Linked DNA regions of Mus musculus: all the other regions are linked to region 3. A link is a contact called in public Hi-C and promoter capture Hi-C data. All regions are on one chromosome and are shown on one strand. The core of a region is the stretch at or near the end of the contact, and the rest is flanking DNA. Distances in the headings are between cores, read along the strand shown. Region 1 has its middle 57 kb from the start of Gm25564. Region 2 has its middle 29 kb from the start of Gm25564. Region 3 holds the start of Sox11 (SRY (sex determining region Y)-box 11). Region 4 holds the start of 4930480M12Rik (RIKEN cDNA 4930480M12 gene).

Evidence for each region. Promoter capture Hi-C pulls out the DNA fragments that hold promoters and counts their contacts. Hi-C and Micro-C count contacts between places; a contact is called where the count stands out from the background.
Region 1: a contact with region 3 is called in a promoter capture Hi-C map of second pharyngeal arch cranial neural crest. The contact joins the enhancer-like site here to the promoter of Sox11 in region 3. A contact is called at or near these places in 9 of 39 promoter capture datasets (cranial neural crest, embryonic stem cells, frontonasal cranial neural crest and 4 more), 17 of 484 Hi-C or Micro-C datasets (MC3T3-E1-derived osteoblasts, the N1E-115 cell line, brain and 11 more) and 4 of 115 datasets of contacts at active chromatin or transcription factors (craniofacial prominence, oligodendrocyte precursor cells and stem cell-derived neural progenitor cells).
Region 2: a contact with region 3 is called in a Hi-C map of adipose-derived mesenchymal stem cells, with 1.9 times the contacts expected there. The contact joins the enhancer-like site here to the promoter of Sox11 in region 3. A contact is called at or near these places in 5 of 39 promoter capture datasets (cranial neural crest, frontonasal cranial neural crest, hippocampal neurons and 1 more), 1 of 484 Hi-C or Micro-C datasets (adipose-derived mesenchymal stem cells) and 6 of 115 datasets of contacts at active chromatin or transcription factors (astrocytes, craniofacial prominence, embryonic brain and 3 more).
Region 4: a contact with region 3 is called in a promoter capture Hi-C map of hippocampal neurons, with 4 times the contacts expected there. The contact joins the promoter of 4930480M12Rik here to the promoter of Sox11 in region 3.

What each region holds. Positions count from the first base shown.
Region 1 is chr12:28,406,113-28,409,289 of GRCm38.p6, forward strand. No RefSeq gene overlaps it. Among named protein-coding and RNA genes, the nearest start is that of Gm25564, 57 kb to the left of the region's middle. Within about 2 kb of position 1,744, at least 5 of the 459 cell types and tissues checked have an H3K27ac peak or open chromatin away from gene starts, as enhancers often do. A contact at or near this core is called in craniofacial prominence and second pharyngeal arch cranial neural crest, where this site is marked.
Region 2 is chr12:28,377,257-28,380,317 of GRCm38.p6, forward strand. No RefSeq gene overlaps it. Among named protein-coding and RNA genes, the nearest start is that of Gm25564, 29 kb to the left of the region's middle. Within about 2 kb of position 1,500, at least 14 of the 459 cell types and tissues checked have an H3K27ac peak or open chromatin away from gene starts, as enhancers often do. A contact at or near this core is called in adipose-derived mesenchymal stem cells, where this site is marked.
Region 3 is chr12:27,341,368-27,344,203 of GRCm38.p6, forward strand. It overlaps Sox11 (SRY (sex determining region Y)-box 11), which reads right to left and starts at 1,351. Exons shown (of 1, transcript NM_009234.6): 1 at 1-1,351. The coding sequence starts at 1,041.
Region 4 is chr12:26,209,663-26,212,813 of GRCm38.p6, forward strand. It overlaps 4930480M12Rik (RIKEN cDNA 4930480M12 gene), which reads left to right and starts at 1,605. Exons shown (of 3, transcript NR_046278.1): 1 at 1,605-1,654. It overlaps Gm29687 (predicted gene, 29687), which reads right to left and starts at 843. Exons shown (of 5, transcript NR_131149.1): 1 at 741-843; 2 at 1-19.

The DNA.
Region 1 (3,177 bases), core at 494-2,993, 1.1 Mb after region 3:
GATATCCATGATTTGTACTACTGCTGGAGGCCATGTTGATGGCCATGGCCTGTGGTGAAAGCATATTAGTGTCCGTGGTCCATGCTGCAGCTGAGGGCTGTGTTAATAATGTCCATGGTCTGAACCATCACCAAGACTATACTGAGGTCCATGGTCTGTGCTGGTGCTGAAGGCTATGTGGCTATCTGGTCCATCCTGTCACCAGAAACCATTTAAAATCCACAGACCATGCTGCTGCTGACTGTACAGGGAAAGGAGGTGTCTTTTGCAGTGGTATCAATAACTGCAGACTCATAAGAATGAGAGACATAGAAAAAGCTTCCAGGACAACCTCTCCTCCCAGCCCCAGCCCCTACCCACCTCCTTCCCCCCTAAAAAAAGAAAGAAACATTCTAGACATGAAGCCATTGAAGAGAACCAGTCAATGTAGCTGTAATGTGGAAGACATTTTCAAACACACTGAAATTGGGAATGACAACCTGCTTAGTTTACTAGAAGAATGTTTTTTTAACAAGAAGAAAAATAACCACAACAGGAAGAAGATATCCAAAGTGTATGTCTATAACACCTGCTGTGTTTGGAGCTTGAGGCAGGAGGATCATGGGTTTGAGGTGACCCTGGTCTACAAAGACCCTGTCTCAACAACAAAACAAAACAAATCAGAAAAAGCTAGAATGAGACCCTCATCTGAACCCCACTCATCCGGAGGCAGAAGATGGCTGAATGCAATGCCAGCCTGAACTATATAATGTCTCCAATTGTGAGCCCACAGCTTACATAACTTATAACCTACATGGCTTAAGAAATTAAATCTGTGTTTAAAGATACAATGTATAAGTAATAATAACCAGTGTAATGGGGAGTGTACTTAATAAATAAAGCTATGTTCTTTGCTTAATTTGGAAAGGCTATAAAAACAATTTAAAAACTTTAAAAATAGTTAATAAACTTAGATATTGTTAAATTGTAAGTTAAATGTAAAAGGCTAGAAATACATTTTAGAAAATATGGTTGAACTATGAAAAAAATTTAAACCTATAGCAAAAAAAATGCAAAGTGAAAGGCTACACTGTAGTGTGGTTAAAATGCATTTATGAAAAATAAAATCTTAGGACTGAGTCTACTGATGCCATTAATCACAACATAAATAGTAAAATCTGTAATTTTAAATTTTAAAAATAAATTTTACAATTCATTTCAACCTTCAATATGTTTACCCAACATGGTGGTTATTCTGACAGACACTGTGTCCTGAGACAGAGTTTAATGATATTTTGGATTAAATTTGATAAAGAGATGAATTTTAGGTATTTCTTAAATAATTCAGATAGCCACCTGAGTGGCTCAATTTGAATCAGTCATAACATTTCCCACCAATTTCCCACCAAATATCAGCACTAGCTCATTATATCCTTACTTATCCCTGGATTTCACCTAAAATATGGGGCTTTTTTTTAATTAGGAAAAAATAAATAAAAGAAAGATGAAGTAGAAAATTCTAGAGTAACCGAAGTAGTCTAGGAAAGCCCTGGCACACCACTCTCCCTGTTGGAGGGCACGTGGAAAGGCCAGCCCTCTGTGGCTTCACTCCAGGCTGGACGGGACTCCGATTTGATACCCTGTACCCAACATCAAAGCCGCACAATGGTTACCTGGGAGTGATGGATGACATCACTTTAGGTATCTCACAACCCGGAGGCGGCGCCTCCCATGGCAAATTACAGATGAAGCCCTGGAGAGTGAAGGAAGTCATGTACAAGAACAAGGCTCTCCAGTCCTAGAGGTTATCGGCTCCAGATGTGCCCCATGGAACAGAATGAAGGGATAATTATTTGCATGTGTCAAATTGGATGCTGTGAGAGCAAACCTGGGGAGGCCTCTTTAGCCACAAAACTCTCAGCACTGGATCATTATCCAATTTCTGATCTTATCCCTTGGTTACTAAGTCATAGCAATGAGGAAGGAGTTGGAAGCCAGGTTCACAGTTGTAACAAACTATGAAGAACCACACAGTTGCATGTTCACACTGACTTGCACCACCAACTCCGCAGAGAGGGGGTCATGCGAGACACTTAGGTTGTGAGGGAGAGCAGGCCACAGATGGCTGAGGGAGCTGAGGAAGTGGCCCTGCAATAGTGCCAGGAAGGAAGGGGTTGTGAGACAAGGAGAGTCTGTATTAGAGGGTCAGCAGGGTCCCAGGCACTGCCTACAGTCCTTACTCTGCTAAAAGGCCTGCATTGTACTTGTGCCTGACCCTGTCTTGGATGGTCAAGGAGCCATTAAGAAAATTAAAGGGATTTCTACAAGTTACCCCAAGTTGGTCCCAACAGTTAAGAAGGAATGGATATAGAGCATCCTGGGTGGCAGGCTGAACACCCACAATGGAAGCTTCAGGGTCCCAGAGATGCCCTGCCACTCCTTGGCAAATAAATCTCCTCCCTCTCAGAGCCCTCCTCTCCCCAATTCCATCTTTTTTTCTTGCAAACTCTTTCTTCCACCCTCTTTCCCCTCTTTGCTTTCCCTCTCCCTCCACCTGTGTCTTTCCTCTTTCCCTTCCTCCCTCTCTCTCCCCTTCCTCCCTCCCTCTCTCCATCCCTCTATACATGGGCACCCTCTCTGCACCCTAAACTCCTTCAGGCCCTCAAAACTAAGCCATAGCCTTGTAAAGCTGATATACAGTCAAGGAAAATTATTCAATAACGGATGACTAAGAGAGTGAATGAGTGGATGGATGGATGGATGGATGGATGGATGGATGGATGGATGGATGAATAGATGGATGGGTAGTAAGAAGTAAATATACTGATATAATCTTGCAACATTTTTTTAGTGAAAATAAGTGGGGCCCATGTGAATAAGCTGAGCACACATTTGGGAATGACAAAAGAAAGAGCACAGATGGAAGGACTGTGAGGCAGAGAGAGGAGAGCCAGGGTGTCAGTCAAGCCTCCCATTCTCTGCTGCCACCCACTTAGATCTCTTACAGCAAAGAGGCTGTGCCCCCAAGTAAGAGGACTGTGCTGTGGGTGACCAACTGGAAAGGAAGGGGCCTCACCCACATCCCTGAGGAAGCATGAGGCCCAGCAGCATCCAAAACAGACAACGAGGCCCTGCCTAGTTAGTTCATGGGAAGTGCTCTGAGAGGACAGAAAGGACAATGTGTTAGTTGTTTATTTC
Region 2 (3,061 bases), core at 250-2,749, 1.0 Mb after region 3:
CCACTCCTGCTTCCTCCCAATGACTTCACGTAAGGGGAGGATGATTTGTTTAATATGTAGGAAGTGCTAATTAGAATCTTCATTTTTATTCATTCATTCTAATTTAGTTAGAAAGCATGGAAAGTTCCAGAGAAAGGTTTAATCAGGGCAACCCTGAGGAAAAAAAAAGACATGAAAGCTGGACCAGAGAGGTCACCCCCGAGAGCCCCTTCTGAGGTGAGTAAAGGCATTCTAATTCTTCCAGGAACTTACTGATCCTCAGACATGCGCTTGCTGCCATCTGCACAATGGAGAGCCTGGTCTGTCACATGACTTGTCACCAAAAAGCAGCCCTAAATGTAGGCAGGGGCAACAGTGGCAACCATCTGTGCTGAGAGAGTCAGGGAAAGAGGCTGAAGGAGACCATAGATGGAAGCTTTCTGTCATGTAGTCGCAAATCCCGTGCCCACACCACAAGCCTCCTCTTGTCCATGGGGTTCCCAGTCTATGCTATGTCCCCTGCCACTATGCAGTCTAGAGTTGACTGATGTATGCATTGTGATTCAGCCACATCATTCACTCCAGATGGATGCTCCCAGCCCACACAATCTTGAATTAATACATACTTCCTGAACCCTTAGTCCTGAAACAATAGCCACCGTGTGTGTTCTTCCAGTTCTTGAGATGATGAGCTTCAAGTGAGCTTGTCTGTGGAAATCATCTCTGAAAACTGTAAACCGGTATGCAAAAAGAAAAAAAAAGTGTTGAGTCAGGAGGATGACGCTTTAGCGATAATGGACAATATGATATCCCTACATGATTCTACAGTAAAAGACAGAGGAAGAGAAGGCAAGACTGAGGAAAAATAACTCCCTTGGGGTAAAGACAACATTCTTCATGCATTGCACACTGATGTAGTTCCCTCCCTCCCAGAGTTTACTGGCATAGTTTGCAGCATTTTTATACAGCCTGCTGCTGTCAGTGCCTGGAATTCCCATCACCCCTTGCTCATGTTACATACCTTCCACAGTGAAGTATGTTCATCTGCACATTTTATTTGCTTGCTCACAGTTTGAATTTTAAAGGAGCTTAGGGCTGCCCAGAAATGTTAGGACAGATTTTTTTTTTAAACTGAAACCAAACATAAAATATTTATTCCTAGGAAGGAGACTGTCGGAGCCACTGGAGAAAATCTGCCTTTAAGGCCTGGATGGCATTGGTCCCCTGGTTTCATAAAGAAGGTTTTATTTATTCTTATGAATAAAGGCAATGGTTGCCTTTTTTTTTTTTTTTTTTTTTTTTTTGCCTGGGAACCAATAGTGCTCTGGAAGGGAGGCCACACTGAAACATCACATTCTCTCCTGAGGCACAGATGGCACTAGTAGTTCCCGTGACATCTCTTCCTGTGATGCTCTACCTCTGTGGAATGGATATTGTCAACACCTCTCAATGAGTGCCATTGACACCTCACAGAGGCAATTTCTTTAGATGTACAGTCCTCCATTGTTAGCTGGAACCACGGAGGAAATAACACAGCCTCTGACTCACTTTCAGCAGCGCATCTCCTGCTATGAGCTGTGTTCAAACACAGAAGCTAGCGGAAGGATTTTTGACTCCAAATCTTAACAATTACTAACTTAGGCCATCAGAAAGACCTTTCAATCTTGCAATCCTTGGCCTGCACACGTCTTCATCAACTTGGGCTGTGTGATAGCAAGAAGGGACAGAGTGGGAGGGAGCACACAGAGAGGAGAGATGGCATGGGGGGGGGCAGATAATGCAAGAACTCTGACGTCTTAGTCCTCTTGTAAGGCCACTAATTCTCTCTCAGGATCTCACCCTCACAAATTCTTCTCCAGATACCATCATATTAGGGGCTCAAGATTCCAAGATGTAAACAGGCAAAAGAGAAGGAGAACCAGTGACCAGTCCACAACACAGAACCTATAAAGCAGTAGCAGAAATGTTCTCCTCCTGTAGTGTGCAAGAACTCAGCGTAAAACACCAGACACATGGAAAGCCAGCTGTGCTCTGTGCTCTGTAAACAATACTCTTCACTTACAGCCGGAGCTGACCTTGCAGATGTGTTCATATAATCACTTCCTATTGAAGAGCAGAGTCTCACTCTGTAGCCCACACTGACCTGTAACTTGCTAGATGGTGCATGCTGGCTTTGAACTTGCATCACTCTTCCAGAGACCTCCCTCTCATCTCCCAAGTACTAAGGGTCATTGGCATGAGCCTTATTACTAAGAAAAGCCAGGGCTCTTCTTTTATCATATACAACTAAGACCATCAGTGTGCTGACACAGGTTCATGTTAATTTGCCTATTTCAGAATGTTAAGTATCTTACACCACAGAAACCTCAAAATGAGCCTTCTTCGATTTCCAATAAAATAACATAAAATGAGCTTTCTTCCACCTCCCTAAAACCCTCTTCAGTAAAAAATTCCTCATGGTGCCATCCCCCTCACATTCAGAAGCTACAGTCTATAGGGAAGGCTCGAGCTATTTAGAAGCTAAGCAGTTAGCCAATGCATGGGTTGGCAGTCACAGAGTGCATATCGGCCACAGTGTTCCAGCATACACCAAGGTCAGCTCCTCCTGAAGCTGCCCATTTCCTCTCTGACACTGGCTTTTCATAAAATCCATCCCAGAGAGAGACCTCAGCATCAGCACCACCCAGCACCTGTGACTTCATAACACCCAGAAGCTCAGAGATCTTCTGTTCACTTAGTTCCAACAGCTGAAAATGACTTCTACAAAAAGCATCACTTTGGAGGTACACACATGAAGAAGAAATGGGCATTTCCATGTCCCAAAATATATTCCTGTCTGCAAATATGTTAGATAGAAACTAAAATCTCTTTCTGCTTGTCAGTTGGCCTCCCTTGAGCTCATGGCTTCTTCCTTCGAGGGTGTTGTCATGGCTGCAGCTCAACCCTCCTGACTCTTGTGAATGTCCTGATAGGCCTCTCACTGACTTCCCAGCATCTGAGACTTGAGATGGTACCCAACCTGGGCCTGTAATGTTGCATATTAAGACATTGCCCTGTTCTCTCAGCAGGCCAGCCCCTGGTG
Region 3 (2,836 bases), core at 101-2,600:
CGACAGGGACAGGTTCCCCGCCGCTCCCGCGCCCAGTGGCTGCTCGCAGGCGCTGTGCGCGCCCTGGGAGAAATTCAAGCTCAGGTCGAACATGAGGTCGTCTGCATCCTCGGCGCCGCTGCCGCTGCTGCTGCCGCTGGATGAGGAGGTGGACACGCAGCGGGAGGACGCGGGCGACAGCGCGGGAGGCGCGGGCGGAGGCTGCTGCTTGGTGATGTTCTTGAAGCTGTAGTAGAGCCGGCCGCCCGCGCGCACTTCGTCGTACAGGCTCGCGCCCTCGGGGGACTCGGCGGCACTGCTGAGCGTGGGGCTGGCGGGGACCTTGGCCACGCTGTAGCGCCTCAGCAGCTGAGGGGGTTGCTGCTGCGTCGGCGGCGGCAGCAGGTGCGAGTGCGCGGGCTCGTCGTCGTCGTCGTCAGCGTCCGGCTTGGGCCGTAGCTGCAGCTCGTCATCTTCGTCGTCGTCTTCATCGTCGTCGTCCAGGAAGACGCACTTGGCTGCCTTGCCCGCGGCGCAGTCCCCCGGCTGCGCCGCCTTGCCCGCGCCCGCCTTGCCCGCAGGCGCCTTGAGCTTGGCGCACTTCTTGCCGGGGCCCTTGGCTGCCTTGGCGCCCGCCGCGCTCTTGTCGGGGCTCTGGCCCGCGCTGGGCTTGGCCGCTGGGTCCGTCTTGGGCTTTTTGCGCGGCCGGTACTTGTAGTCGGGATAATCAGCCATGTGCTTGAGGCGCAGGCGCTCCGCCTCCCTGATGAACGGGATCTTCTCGCTGTCCTTCAGCATCTTCCAGCGCTTGCCCAGCCTCTTGGAGATCTCGGCGTTGTGCATGTCGGGCGACTGCTCCATGATCTTCCTGCGCTCGATCTTGGACCACACCATGAAGGCGTTCATGGGCCGTTTGATGTGGCCCGACGCCGTCTTGCACCAGTCCGGGTCGCTCTCGTCCAGGGCCACCGGGCTGCACGCCATGAACTCGCCCTCCTCGGTGTCCAGCGCGTCCCGGGGCAGGTTGCTCTCGGCTTCCGAGCTCTCGGCCTGCTGCACCATGGTCCGCGGCGGGGCTGGGCGCTCGGTCTCCTGCGCGGGCGCCCCTCCCCCTCCCGCCCCTCCACCTTCTCCGGCAAGTTGCAAAGTCCTTGGCCGCGCGCGTCCGCGGCTGCCCCCCTCCCCCCCGGCCCCGTTCCCTGCTGCGTCGGCGGCTGCGGCGGCGACCGGAGAGGAGGCGGCGGCGGCCCGGGACCCGCGCTCTCTCTCTCACTCGCTTGATTTCTCGCTCTCTCACTCCTGGCAGCCGCCGCAAGCGCCGGACCCCAAGCACTCCCAGGCGCGCGCGCTTCTTCTGCAAAAAGTTGAGGGCTCTCTCTCAACTCGTTATCAGGGTGTCATATGGGTGACATCACTACTCCCACCAGCCAATGGCTGGTCCCGACTCCGCCTATCTCCCGTTATTAACCACGGGCCCCACCTCCAGCCCCGCCTCCTGGCCAGTTTGCAAAGATGGGGGGCGGGGGGAGTTGTCTAGAAATATGTTATTTTTTCAAAAGAAATCCGCGAGTGCGCACAGCTGCGCGTGTCCCCCGGGCGGATGCAGGACGGAGCGAGAGACGCCAGCGCGGACTCAAGGGCGCGGGACGATGGACTGAACCCCAGTGCAGATGCACCCACCCGGGCACCGCGAGTGGGTGCCCCTGCTCATCCTGGGCGCGTCGCGCCCTAAACCCGCGCGCGATCGCGCTGCGCCGCTATCCAGCAGAAGGTGGCGCTTCGACACCGCGCGGCACCGTGCACGTGGGCTCATCCTCCGGTTCTTTTTCTCCCTCTTTCTAGAGCCCGGTCGCCGGGCCCTCCCTCCCCCCCTCCCCGCGCACCCGCAGGGTTTTGTCCCGTCTCTCCCCCTCTCGTTTTCCCTCCTGGATCGCGCGCATCTGCCGGTTCGGCTGGAGTAACGGTCTTCGGAGACCGCCGTGTCCGGGCGGCTCCGGAGCGGTTCGGAAAGGAGTTCACGGATTCAGGCCGGATCGGTGAAACAGCCCGGGACTCAGCATCGCCGCCCCTCCCCCACTTTCTACTCCATAGGCCTCCCCAACTCCCCGCGTCCCGCCTCCTCTGTCCATCACCTACGCCCTCCTCCCCTGCAGCTCGGTCCTGAAACCCTAGCTCTGCCTCCCAGCACGCACCTTCTGGGTCATTTGCTATTTTAACCCAACGGTACAAACCAAAGCTAAAATGAAGTGCACTCTCGTTTAAAGCGAAGATATTTCTTATTTGCCTGCTAAGGCTGCCGCTGGAGCGGTGGCTCCTGCCTACTGGTTTTGCCGGGCTCCTTGGAAACTCGCTTCTCTTTGTGTTGTCTCTTACCCACCTATGGCTCTTCTGAGGACAATGAAACGAAGCCTTTCTGCTTTCTGTTTAACGTGGCTGCTCACCCTGTTTTCCTCATACCTACCCACTGTCAGTTCTGGGGGCTGGTTCTTAAGATCTACAGCCCCTCACCCCACCCGGAGTTGCTCACCCGAGAAATCGGCCGCCCGGGACTAGTGGAATTATCTAAACATATTTCCTTTCAGGTTGGTGTACTGCACAGGGTACTACACTTCTCATCTCCCACACATCCCCACTCCGGACATAGAATGGTGCCAGGTCTTCATAGGCCATTTTATTTTTAAAAAGGGGGGAGGGGTCCCTGTATTTCACCCTTATCGTATTCACCCCAAAGAAAAGCACCGATCCAAGCACGTGTATTATTGAAGTTAACCTCAGTCTTAATAATGTTGGCATTTTATTTTAATGTTTAAGGCTATTGGAACCTAAAAAATTTACATACTGGTTAACCTGATGTCTG
Region 4 (3,151 bases), core at 355-2,854, 1.1 Mb before region 3:
TGATGGGTAATGATGTTCTCTGTGGGGAGAGGATACACTAGAGATTGAAATCAGAACCTTCCAATGCTAAGCACAAGCTCTGCCACTACATTGTTACCTTAATGTCTCAGCTACTTCTCTGTTGCTGAGATAAAATGCCACAACTAGAAGTGAATTATGGGAGCAAGAGTTTATTTTGGCTTACGGTTCTAGACAGGAGAAGGTACCAAAAGAAGACATCTCATACTGACTGCTGGCTTCAACACATGCATGCACAGATGTGCACACCCACCTACTACCATGATGGAGAATACATCTCACACTGGCTTCTACACATACATGTACAGTTGTGTATACCCACCCACTACACCCATACACACACGGGGGAGAGGGGTAGGAGAGAGAAAGAGAGAGAAGGAGGGAGAGGGAGGGAGGGAGGGAGGGAGGGAGGGAGGGAGGAGGAGGAGGAGGAGGAGGAGGAGGAGGAAGTCGTCACTGAGTGTCTGTCTTTTTGTTTTCTTTGTATGATGGGCTACATTTTAGAAATATAGCCATACATTCTTAGACTTCCAGAGCTGAATTTTGGCTTTCCTTTTTTTCTGTAATGCATGAGACAAAAGTATGTAGCTTTGCATGTGATTTACTTATACTGTGACAATGATAGGATCCCTCACAAGGAAATGCTCAAAACTCCTTGTATGATTCTTAGAGGAAAAGAGACCATGAGGCTCATCTGCTATCTGTGATCACTGCATGCCTACCTCACCATGTCCTCCACTTTGGTAGCTCCGAATTGGTCAAGGTTTGTCTCCGTTCCTTCATTTCCTACCCTAAGCACCAATGCTATTCCTGTAAGTGCACCCTTCTCCTTCCCTTCCACGTGAATTCCCTAAAGGCTCACACTCACTCGCTTCATGCCAGCACCTGCCTCAGCACGTGGGGGATGCTGGGAACAGGACAACAGACTCATAACGTGACATATTTAAAACAGAAAAACAAGTGTGTTGGTGGTCCAAGTCTATCCTACAGAATCCTAGATTCATATCAAACGTTAAGAAAGCAACAGGGAAAGTAAGACTAGGATGATGGGGAATCAGTCTTGTTTAAGATTGTGAAGCTTCTGGGGTTTAAGCTTGCTCTCAAACTCAAATTCCAGCATGGGCAGCCTCCTCTACCTAAGAAAATGTCCACATGGGAGGGTTTTTAGGCTCAGCAGACCCCAGGGATCTTTGACCTTCAACCTTGTGGCTCTGAGAGGCCTCTTTTACTTCCTTGGATTAAAACTAGCAAACAAACAAAATCCCTGGAGGCAATAGCAATATCAAATTACCTAGAACACCTGGGTTTAAAACAGAGGAAGAAAAAGGAGGGGGAAAAAAGAAGATAAAGTTAACAATGTTGTGCGGACAATCTTTGATTTTAAAATACTTTGTAAATTAGCACCGTAGGCTTAACCCAGCTCCTCTTCTTCTTGTGTGATGGGGTGGGTAGCTGGCTGTACTTGCTCCGCAAGGAAGTATCTCTCCCTCAAGGGCTCTGTCACCTTTGCTCTTTCTCAGTCCTGGGGCCTTATGAAGTCTTGCTGTAGTCATAGCAACAAGGGAACATCACACTCCCAGCTAATTACCAATCTTTCTGGGTAAGGAAAGAAAATTAATTTCCTCGGACGGACAAGGTAAGCCTCCACACTACAAATGTTTCTTATATTATATTTCAAAAGACAAAAATGTGGCTGTCCTTTGCTGGATTCGATCAGTAATTAGTTAGAAGCATAATTTGCATTCACAGAGTAATTGTGTTTACTTTCCAAGCTAATACAATTTTCAGGGAAAACTAGTAGATCAGCAAGAGTAAGACCCCCCACCCTGTGAGCAAAGGCCTTTATGTTTTATTTAAAGTTGTCACGTGGAGCCTGCATTTTCTTTCAGATCTCTCAAGCTGTGTGGCAGTTCCCCAAATGGCTCGTTCCAGAAACAGCTTTGGATCGTACATTTGTGTCTCATCTGTTGACAAGCATTTTAGTTTTCTACGAGTTCCCTCTAGTACTCGCCTTACCAAATACAACTGTTGGCGCGGAGTCTCCAAATGGCGGATTGATACAGTCCCACAAACCCTACACTTCGCAGTCGGATCAATCACTTTGCATTTGGCTGCAACAAAGAGAAAATGATTTCTAAAGGTGCTGACTCAGAGCTTAGTGAGATTTACTTAAATGCATTTCATATTTTAATTAAAACATATAGATGCTCCTCACTTCCTTGAGAGAAGGAATATGATATCTCTCCATAGTTTGGATGTGTGCCTTTCCCTGTGGCATCCTATTCTTTCTTCTTGCTCTAATCAGGAACCAGGCATTTGGGGGGAGAGAGCTTCTGTATACAGTATGCTATTTGATTTTCTTCTCTGGTGAGCTCTTGCATAGGCTGGAGAACAGAGATTAAAGGTGTGTATATTTAGTATCAGAAAAGCAGAGTGTATGTTTTCGCATCTCCTTTATACATTAATCAAGAGAGCTGGCTTCCAGGGAACGATTGCTGCTACCATTGGGAAAAAAACAGCAGCCTCTTAATCAGTGTTTCACTGTTGTCAGCTGGGGAGTCAGGGAGAGTTAGGAGCTACTGGGCTCCTTCCCAAAGGGCTCTCATCTCCTGATAAAACTTGTCCTTTTTCCTTCCCAATCCGGAAGCCTAGGATCCAGTATCAGCAGTACTATATGTCATATTCCAGGATATTTCATTCTTGTTCCCTTAACTGATTGGTTCTATCTAGAAAGAGGCAGATTTTTTTTTGGTCCCCCTTTTAATGGAACTGTAATTCAGATTCTGAATTTCAACAATAACAAACAAATAAACACCTGTTGGACTGATTCCTAGCCTCATAGCCTGGGCATTGTCTGTGCCCTCTCTGATGAAATCCTGGGGACTGCACCTGGGTTACTATGACATTACAATACACTGGGAGTGAGATTAGACACCAGGGCCAGCTTCCACAGCTTTGAGGAATTTAATAGTGAAACTGGCTGACCCCCTTCATTACTGATCTCCAGTTTCCCTGATTTATGGATGGGAGCACTACAGCCCAGGAAATGAAGACAGTGGGTGCAGTCTACCCACAGGATAGAGGAGCAAAGCAAACCTGTCATCAAATGGCCCCAGGTCCCTGAAAGCGAGTT